Regions from separate parts of the Mus musculus genome. Here region 2 is linked to region 1. The links are chromatin contacts, called in public HiChIP or PLAC-seq maps. All regions are on one chromosome and are shown on one strand. Each heading gives the region's core, a stretch centred on a gene start, on an enhancer-like site or on the middle of the called end of the contact. The rest is flanking DNA. Distances are from core to core; before and after follow the strand shown.

Evidence for each region. HiChIP or PLAC-seq counts read pairs in DNA pulled down with a chosen protein or histone mark.
Region 2: an H3K27ac HiChIP or PLAC-seq map of embryonic stem cells shows a contact between it and region 1, with 5 read pairs. The contact joins the enhancer-like site here to the promoter of 9430038I01Rik in region 1. A contact is called at or near these places in 6 of 39 promoter capture datasets (embryonic stem cells, erythroid cells, liver and 2 more), 2 of 15 datasets of contacts at CTCF or cohesin (CD8 T cells and the NIH/3T3 cell line), 22 of 484 Hi-C or Micro-C datasets (CD4 T cells, CD8 T cells, the G1E-ER4 cell line and 15 more), 13 of 115 datasets of contacts at active chromatin or transcription factors (the 230-238 cell line, CD8 T cells, the HPC-7 cell line and 8 more) and 4 of 9 other capture datasets (adipose tissue, embryonic stem cells, liver and 1 more).

Annotation. Positions count from the first base shown.
Region 1 is chr7:137,408,475-137,413,731 of GRCm38.p6, reverse strand. 9430038I01Rik (RIKEN cDNA 9430038I01 gene) reads left to right here and starts at 2,976. Exons shown (of 4, transcript NM_029886.2): 1 at 2,976-3,092. The coding sequence starts at 3,024.
Region 2 is chr7:137,453,294-137,457,951 of GRCm38.p6, reverse strand. It overlaps Glrx3 (glutaredoxin 3), which reads right to left. Exons shown (of 11, transcript NM_023140.5): 4 at 4,338-4,539. Among named protein-coding and RNA genes, the nearest start is that of Glrx3, 18 kb to the right of the region's middle. Within about 2 kb of position 1,976, at least 9 of the 459 cell types and tissues checked have an H3K27ac peak or open chromatin away from gene starts, as enhancers often do. A contact at or near this core is called in embryonic stem cells, where this site is marked.

The DNA.
Region 1 (5,257 bases), core at 1,727-4,226:
TTTTTAGCTGGGGAAGATGAGTTATTTTGGAGATGGGAAGAAGTTATATTTGCCCACACTGTGAGTGTGTTTATCTACTGTGCATCTCAAAATGGCTAAGATGAACCAAGTTTGATGACAAATTCAGCATTATGAGGTGGGTACAGGAAGATCTCTGTGATTTTGTGGCCAGCCTACTCTATACAGAGAATTCCTGGCCAGCTAGAACTATAGAGACTTGGTCTCAAACACCATCAATAACAAAAACTTAAGATAGAGTTATTTAACAGAAATCTGATACACATCTTGCAGTCAGTTCTGAAATGACTAGTGCTTGGGAAATATCATCTGAGCTAAAGTTCATCTTCTACAGCACTGGGGATCTACCCTGGGCTACTACCACTGAGCACTTCTCCAATCCAAACTATACCTTCCTACAAATACCCACTGCTGTACCCAGTTCATGGGCTAAGGATGTGGGGAAATGGTTCTGGAGTTAGCTCAAGCATTTTTTAAAGAAAAAAGAGCAGTCTCAAAATGGAGCTGCTCAGCCGGGCGTGGTGGCACACGCCTTTAATCCTAGCACTTGGGAGGCAGAGGCAGGCGGATTTCTGAGTTCGAGGCCAGCCTGGTCTACAGAGTGAGTTCCAGGACAGCCAGGGCTACACATAGAAACCCTGTCTCGAAAAACCTAAAAAAAAAAAAAAAAAATTGGAGCTGCTCCTGAAACAGTCCAGGATTCCAGACACTTAAGTAACTTATCTGTAGATCCGACCCTCTGAGAGATCAGCAGAAAGTCAAACTGCAGTGAGCTGACAAGATTTACAGCCTACAGGAAAGGGATCTTGATCAACTTGGTATTCTCTCATGCTGTTTTTCTTATTTTTTTTATAGAAAGATATATTTTAACTCCAAATTTTTGAGGGGCATGTATGTGAGTGCCAGCCCAAGATGTTGAATCCCCTGGAGTTTTAGGCAATTGTGAGTCAGATGGCATAGGTTGGGGAAACTGAACACATGCACTCTGCAAGAGCAATAGATGCTGGTAATCAATAAACCATCTCTCCAGGCCATGGTTTTTGTTTGTTTATTTTGTTTTGAAACAATGTCTTTCTACGTAACCCTGGTTGGCTAGAACTCTCTATGCAGACCAAGCTGGCCTGGAACTCACAGAGATCTGCCTGTCTCTGCATCCCAAATGCTGGAATTAAAGGTGTACACCAACAAACCAAGCCCTGTTTTGTTCTGTTTTAAAGATTTATTTATGTTTATTTATACAAGTACACTGCAGCTGTCTTTAGACACACACCAGAAGAGTGCATTGGACTCCATTACAGATGGTTGTGAGCTACCATGTGGTTGCTGGGAATTGAACTCAGTTCCTCTATAAGAGCAGTCAGTGCTCTTAACTGCTGAGCCATATCTCCAGGCCCCTGTTTTGTTTTTAAGACAGTTTCTAGTAGCCCAGACTAACCTCCACCTCACTATGATGATGACTTTTGAATTTCTTTTTTTTAAAGATTTATTTATTTATTTTATGTATATGAGTACATGTACAGCTGGCTGTGAGCCTCCATATGGTGGTTGGGAATTGAATTTTTAGGACCTCTGCTTGCTCTGGTTGCCCCACTTGCTCAGGTCAACTCTGCTTGCTCAGTCCCTGCTTGCTCTGGCCCAAAGATTTATTCATTTTATTAAGTACCACTGTAGCTGTCTTCAGACGCACCAGAAGAGGGTGTCGGCTCTCATTATGAGATCTCATTTTGGGTAGTTGTGAGCCACCATGTGGTTGCTGGGATTTGAACTCAGGACCTTTGGAAGAACAGTCAGTGCTCTTACCCGCTGAGCCATTTCACAAGCCTCTGACTTTTGAATTTCTGATCCTCCTTCCTCCATCTACCTTCCTGTCTTTAAGACCCTGTTTGGTTCCTCTAGACAACACCCAGTTAACACACTAGGGAAGCACTCCAACACCAAGACACACTGCCAAGCCTTTTAAAAAATTCAATAGATTCATAATTCCAAAGATACACCAGGTAGGAAGGGTGTGTGACACGAGATTGCGACAATCCATCTCGTGTTAAACTTCACTTCCCACTAGCATTGCCACTAGCTGTCCTCGTGATGTGAAGGCTGCCATCGTCCCAGGAAGCTAACACTACACTGGAACTGGAAAAGGGGATCTTACGGTCTCTGCTCCAAGCAGCTTCTCTACTTCCCACTGGTTCAAACCAGTTCACAGGCCCACTGCTAGACAATCACTGCCAAAGAACTGGCTCTAATTTAATTCGTCAATAAAGCATGGGGGTCTGGGAGCTTTGGTAGAGAACAGTTCAGAACTTTGCGGTGGGCCCTGGAGGGAGGGAGGAGAGGGAGAGCCTATTCAAGCTGCAGCAGGAACCCTGGCATAGCTTCTGAGAAGTCAAGTGTGTAGTTTTCCGTAAAGCCAGGCCGAGAGCCACTCCGTATCCCCGACGCCTGTGGCTGTCCCTGCCCCAGGTCACGGTGTTCCTGTGTATGCTCTCGACCCGCCAGCAAAATCACAGCAGGACTCTGCCCACTAGGCCAGGTTGAGAATTCGAGTTCTCTTGTACCATAGAGCAAAACTGATAGCTGTCAGACTGCAACTCCCAAAGACAACGCCCAGCGCAGCCTCAGGCGTGCCGATTGGTCCGTGGATCTACTTATCAGGACTCAGTAACCAATCACAAGGAAGGAGAGGAGGGCGTGCCTCCCGCGGACCAAGGGTTGCCGAAGGGTGGCAAATCCTAAACAAACGCCCTTTGGGACTGACTTTGTGAACCGAGAATCGACAAGCCACTCACGGCTTGGGCTTGCGAGGCATCGACCTGTGGCTGCTGGAAGAATTACCCGCACTTCAGGCCGTAGGAGATTCGGGTTTCGGCTACTCCTGCCTGCAGCCCCTCTGCGAGGGCAGTCAGTGGAGTCTAGGCTACGCCCCACGCCTCCTCATTGGCTTCTCCAGACACGTGGTCGAGTGGTTCCCGCCTCCGAGTGGCCTGAGAGGCGGTACGTGAAGCCGCATGGACAGCCTGGCGTCGGGCCGCTGGAGACGGCGGAGGACGGAGGAGCTGCCAGCGGCAGGGGACGCGGTAAGCTCCGGGCAGGGCGTGGGCAGAGGGAGGTGGCGTCCTAGCTGGCGCGCGGGCGCCCGGGGCGAGGTCCTTCCGGATGACCGGCGGGCTGGACGTCGTAAGCCTGCTGCCGAGGCGGGGCCAGGGGCGGGGCCTGGGTGGAGCTAGGCAGAGGACAGTCCCGCCCCTCCCGCTGCGCTTGCGCAAAGATGAGGAGCTATGTGCTCCCTTGACTTAAGCTGTAGTATTCTGAGTGTTATGGAGTTCATGGATCACAACTTGCGCCACAAGTCCGCTCTGGCGATCTATCCTCATAAACAAACTGAAAGAGCCAAGTTAAAATTGGAAAGCGGGAAAAGATTTAAAACACCTAGTCGAAGAGGAACAAAGCGATTGAGGAAATCACTCCTAGTCTGACTCAGGAGTCCCGAAGTGAGACTAAAATTGAAATAGAGAGCCAAGAATATCTAAGAAGTCCGTGTCAAAAGTATAGTCTGAGCCGGGAGTGGTGGCGCACGCCTTTAATCCCAGCACTCGGGAGGCAGAGGCAGGCGGATTTCTGAGTTCGAGGCCAACCTGGTCTACAAAGTGAGTTCCAGGTCATCCAGGGCTACACAGAGAAACCCTGTCTCGAAAAACCAAAAAAAAAAAAAAAAAAAAAAAAAGTATAGTCTGGCTAGCATTGTCTAGGCTTCAGTGTCCTTTTTTTTGGGGGGGGGGGGGGCGGGGAGTGTCTTTCTCCGTGTAGCCCTGGCTGTCTTGGAATTCACTCTGTAGACCAGCCTGGCCTCAAACTCAGAAATTCACCTGCTTCTGCCTCCCAAGTGCTGGGATTAAAGGCGTGAGCCACCACTCCCACACCTTCAGTGTCATCTTGTGAAGGGGTCTGACAGAACTGTGTGAAATCTTTCTTTGAGACAAGTTACCCCCCCCCCCTCGAAGCCGCCGCTCTGGGACGCTGGCGTGAGATTCCTGGAGAAATTACCATTTCTTTGGAATCCATTGTTTGAATAGTCTGATAGTTGGTTAAGAGACAGGTCTCTGTAGACCGGTTCCATATCTGCCAAGCCTATAAATGGAGCACTATGAAAGCCCAGGTGCTTAGTCTGTAGAAGACACCTAACTTCCTGCCCCAAACCTGGGGAGAAGGCAAGGGGAAGTTAAGCATTCCTTTAAGGGAAGGTGGAAGTCTTTGGGTAGGCTAAGCTGGCTGTGCCAAGTGCTGCCCAGGAGCTGAGCCTGCAAGGCATCTGACATTGCAACAACCTCTAGAGTTCTCACTAGGTACCTGCACAGTTGAGTTACAAAAAAAAAATTACCAATAAAACAAAACAAAAGAACCCTCAATTGTTGCAGGATATTTGATCACACTCTTCAACCCTCAGATTCTGTTATTTACTGGGAAAACAGCCCTAGCACACACCTTTAAATGCAAACGTTTTTAGCTTGACTGTTGTAAACAGGATAAAACAAAGTCAGCCATGGTCAATAGGCAGAACAAGCAACAGGTGACAGGAAGTGAACATAGAAGTATTAAAACGTCATAGAGAGTAAGGAGGAAGGCAGGAAGATGGACAGAGAGATACACAGGAAGTAGAAGGACACGCAGTTAAAGGGGTTCTTTGATGAAGGTGTGGGAGAATGGCTTTTGGGGGGCATGGCTTTTGGGACATCGACTGAGGAGGAAGGCCAGCTGGGTGTTTTCTCTGTCTCTGAACAAGGAGACTTTTTGTGCCAGCATCTGGCTCCCGAGTCTTCATTGGTAAAATGTAAGGATTGATTTCCTTGCATAAACTTAAATGTACTTACACCGTAAACTTACTTCAAACTGCACTCAATGTTTTACGTAAGTTTATGGTTCTTTGTTGAGACTTAGGCATGGAAGAGGTTAGGAGTAGGCAGTTTGTTAGCAGAATGGTGCTATCTCTTCTCCTTGCATATTGACCAGTTTATACTCGGTTTTCCCCTCATTTACTACCTCTTAGTAGTTTTTTGAGACTGAGTCTTCTCTAGTTGAGGCTGTCCTCAAATTCTGTTACATAACCCAGAATGACCTGCTGCCTCCTCCCAGAGCTGAGATGACAGGTATGCAGCATTTCATTTTCCTTGCTGCTACAAGGCTGTAGACATAATGCATGCTGCTACATCTTTCCAGTCAGCACAACAAAGTGTTACTTTTATTT
Region 2 (4,658 bases), core at 727-3,226, 45 kb before region 1:
ATTAAGAACATGGGCCTCGAGCTGAGCTCCGAACGCTCTCTGCAGCTCTGCAGTGGCTGAGATGAAGCACGAGGAGAGTGTGCAGCACACAAGCTGAAGTGTGTGTTCATGCACAGCCTCAAGTCAAACACTGTTCCTGAATGCTTTCACTCATCTGGGAGTTCATTAGTAAACAGCTAACGGCTGACTGCTGATGGTTATTCTGTTCCCAACATATTAGCTCGTTTCTACTGTAACTGGCTGAGAAAAGGCTTTATTTTGGCTTTAGGCCATTACATGCAGACTAGAAAGATTGATTGGTAGGGTTTCATTTTTAAGGGTTAAAGTGGCAGACTGGAAATGTTATGCTTAAGGATAAAGTAGTAATAAGGCTTTATTCTAATAACAAAATATTTATACACTCCTGAAGAAAAATGCAAGCATGTAACAGAAGCACTTAAAAGTTTAAAAAAAAAAATCTCATTTACCACAAAATCACCATTTCTATGTGCAGTCATTTCCACTTGTGACATGAGTAATAAGCCTAACTGCCACATTTAATAACTACCTAAAAGACCCTAAGAGTATTTCTACACTTGTGCTTTGCATCCGACTCCCAAAGCTCCCACGGCAAACATCTACCAGAGCTTTACCCACAATAGCTGGGAGTCCCCCAAAAACCTCATTACCCTGCTAAGGAACCTCAATGATTCTGAAAACCTCCTCGAAAGTAAGCAAGCTCTCTTCCTATCCTTCTGAGAAGCCAGAAGACAGGCGACCCGGGGCTGTGCTTCTAAGTCGCCATAAACTCTGCAGACGGAATCCAGAGAGCAGAAGGGGCAGCTGTAGCCTCTACTGCTCTAGAACAGACAGGCTCTGGAAACGGTTTCCCACTTTCTTGGATATGGAGTACAAATGTTAAAGTTTTCTGGGTAACACAAACCAAGGCCAGGGCCACCGATTCAAATGCAAGTGTACCCCTGCTCCACAACAGATGCTGAGCCAGGAGCAAAGCAGTTTGAGTGGCAGAGTGCTCTCAAAATCACCCCTGCTGCATCTGAGAAACGACTTGATTTCAGAGATGACCTGTGTTTTATGAAGGGGCTAGCACACACTCTTCACTGGAGTGTCAATATGGAACAGAGATCGTTCCATACTAGGCAGCTCAGCAAGCAAGAACAGAAGTGAAGCCACACACCTTTGCTCTATGTACCAGGAAGGAAGACACGTAAAAAGAAACTAAGTATCAGGGGAAAAGGCGCAGAACTGTTAGAAAACAAAAAGGCGGCACCTAAGAAGAACTAGAAGAACTAGCAGCTAAATCTTTATGCATCTAACATTCTACCTTTTTTTCATTATCTAAATGCCTAAATATCTTGTTTTTCATTGCTCTAAAATATCTAAATTTTTTTTTATTCTATTTGTAGTCTGATTGTCACAACATAAAAAACCTCAATAGGTCAGAAATTCAGTTTAGGGAAATACACTATTTCTAAATAAGCCAAATTCAGAAAGACAAGTAACATATTTTCTTTTGTATGCAGAAACTAGATTTAAAATTGTATATGAGCACCTGTGTGTGTGTGTGCGCATGTGTGTGTATGTGCGTGTGTGTGTGTGTGTGTGTGTGCGCATATGTGTGTATGTGCGTGTGTGTGTGTGTGTATGTGTGTGTATGTGCGCGCGTGTGTGTATGTGTGTGTATGTGTGTGTATGTGTGTGTATGTGCGCGTGTGTGTATGTGCGTGTGTGTGTATGTATGTGTGTGCGCGTGTGTGTGTGTGTGTGTATGTGTGTGTGTGCGTGTGTGCGTGTGTGTGTGTGTATGTGTGTGTGTGTGTGTGTGTGTGTGCGCGCACACGCACACGCATCCACATGCATAGGGAATGTCACAATTCTGAGAAGGAGGAAAAGAGGCGCTAGCTCTGACAAGGGAAGCAGAGGGTGAAACACAGGCAACAGGAGAGCAGCAGAGAGCTGCAAAGGAAGGGAGAGAACCAGCTGGAACTGGACGAGGCTTGAGATAGCATGGGGGAGGGGTAAAGATCCTCTCTCAGTCCAATGTATACGAACCTAAAAGTTAATTTCTAAAAATGACTACTTCTGTTTGCCACTGATGTTTGAAATATTAGAAAGCCCCTGCACTGAAAGACCTTCGGTAACAAGCCCCAGCCAGCACCCTCCAGAGCAGCTGAAAGCCAAGGTACTTCTAGTACCTAGCTTGTACCTAGTTCCTGAGCAGGGCCAACTTCAATGGCAGGGCTGAAGCCAGCAAGTGACACAAGCACCCCACCTCTGCTGCCTGGTAACACTATGCCAACCAATTTTGCCTCCTGCCAATATCACTAGCTTATCAGCAGAGATTTACAGAGTGGTACTGTTGAGTTTCAAAAAAGACTAGGGTACTGCATAGACAGTTTGCTATGTATAACCTGCCATGGAGGCTTTTACTATTTTACAGGCCTTCCTATTGCCCTTTAGACTGGAATAAGAAACGTCCTCATCTAGACAAGATGAAGCACCAGAGAGGGCAATAATTCCAACCCTCATTAAAAATAAAGTATCAGGGGCTGGAGAGATGGGTCAGTGGTTGGGAGCACTGACTGCTCTTCCAGAGGTCCTGAGTTCAATTCCCAGCAACCACATGGTGGCTCAGAACAGCTGTAATGGGATCTGATGCCCTCTTCTGATGTGTGTAAATACAGTGATGGTGTACTCACATACATAAAATAAATTTAAAAAATAAATAAAAATAAAGTAACAAAAAAGCACCATATCTGCTCCCTGTCACTACTTCACTCAAGGGCAGACCCAGGAAGGCTGACTCAAAAGGACACTGCCCGGGCAACCTTTCAGACAGAAAGGAAGCGAGAAGGAATCACATCACTTCTTCATCTTTTTAATAGAACATAACAAGATCCTTTACTGTTAATGAAATAAACTGTTTCCTGACCACACACACAGAGAAAGAGAGAGAGAGAGAGAGAGAGAGAGAGAGGAAGGAAGCGTAGAGCCCACTCAGATGGCAGCACAGCTCTCTCCAGTCACACTGGACACAGTAACCCTGTCAACAGCATCCCCAACTCTACTGCCAGTCACCCATCTTAATAAACCCCTCTAGTGCAGCTGAAATAAATAAACACCCTTAGAGTCTCAACACAATCATCAAAGGCATTAAAAACCCAATTATGTAGCATAATAATGTTGTAGTAGACACAGTAAAAAGAAAACAACATAAGCTCAATTCCAGGGGGTAAGGGGCAGATGATTACAGAGCTTACTTAAGGGTGAAAGTACACGCACCCTCACGCTCAGAGTGCGCGGAACGATAAGCCAGACTCAGTGATCTGTAATCTACTGACAGCTATCCACTGGAAGTGACAGCAGTGGATGAAAAATGGCATCACGCAACAAGACGGGAAGCAGGAAGACAAAGCAGGCTCAGGCCCCAATGAGAAAGCCCTCAAGCTGTTAAATTATGAAATCTAAACAAAAAGATGAGAAAGAGGCTGCCAAGAAAGAAAACTGTTCAGAGCAAAGTACACAAGCCAGAGATGCTCAGGAGAGAAAAGTGCTTCGACACAACCCTCAAGACCGGAGTTATATCCCAGCGTGCACATAACAACCAACCCCTGAGTCAGTACACAATTTTAACTCCAGCTCCCAGAGGATGGAGACAGGAATATGACTGGGCCTTGCCAGCCTAGCAGGTTCCAGACATTGCTTCAAATGATGGGTGGAAACTGACAAAGAACCTCCCATGTCCTCTCTGGCATGCGCACACGCACAACCACATGCACACCCTGACAGACTGGGCTGCAGGGATGACCCAGAGGTTAAGAGTGCTTGTACTAGTTGTTCACTCTCAGCACACATGTTGGGAAGCTCACAACCGCCTCTACTTGCAGCTCTAGAGAATCCAACATCATCTTCTAGCCTCTTGGGCCTACATGCTATGCTCACATACAAAGAGACACATATACACACAAAGACATACACACGCACACACACACACACCTTTTTAAAAAACCTATATAGGCCAAAGACCCATTAATAGAGACGCAATATGACAGATAGCTGGAACCTAATCCCTCCCCCAGCTCAACTACCACATGAGCAAGTTATCTTTGTACCTGATGACTCTGACAGGAAACAGAGAAAACTCGAACCCAGTTACTTCCAAAGACCCGCTCCCTCTGGCTCCCTCCCACTCCCTCCGGCTCCCATGTCCTCTGTATACAGACACTGACAGCTAGATGACTGGCATGACACAGGGAGTGACCAGCCTAACTCTACACATCAACAGCACCCATGCAGGCAAGGACATTCTGTTCCAATCATCAGGATCGGCTTCTTACCACAGCGTGGTTCTTGAGGTGTTCCCTTCATGAACAGCATGCAGGGGGCAGCGTGAGTCAGCTTTTTCAGGCGAAGGCTGAGGTCTTCTTTAAGATGTTCATTAGTACTAGGAGGAAAGGCTCCGCTAGACACGTGTCGCTGGACTTTTTTGGTCAACTCTGGGGCATGTGCACCATCTAACCGGTCGACTTTCTGAGAATTCTGAAGTTTGAAATGTCATTTAGAATAAAGTGGCATTTCTTCACCTTCATCTACACTTTAGACTCCAAGGTTATAGAAAGTACCTAAAGCCCATTTTAAAGGCATCCCTGTGAGCGACA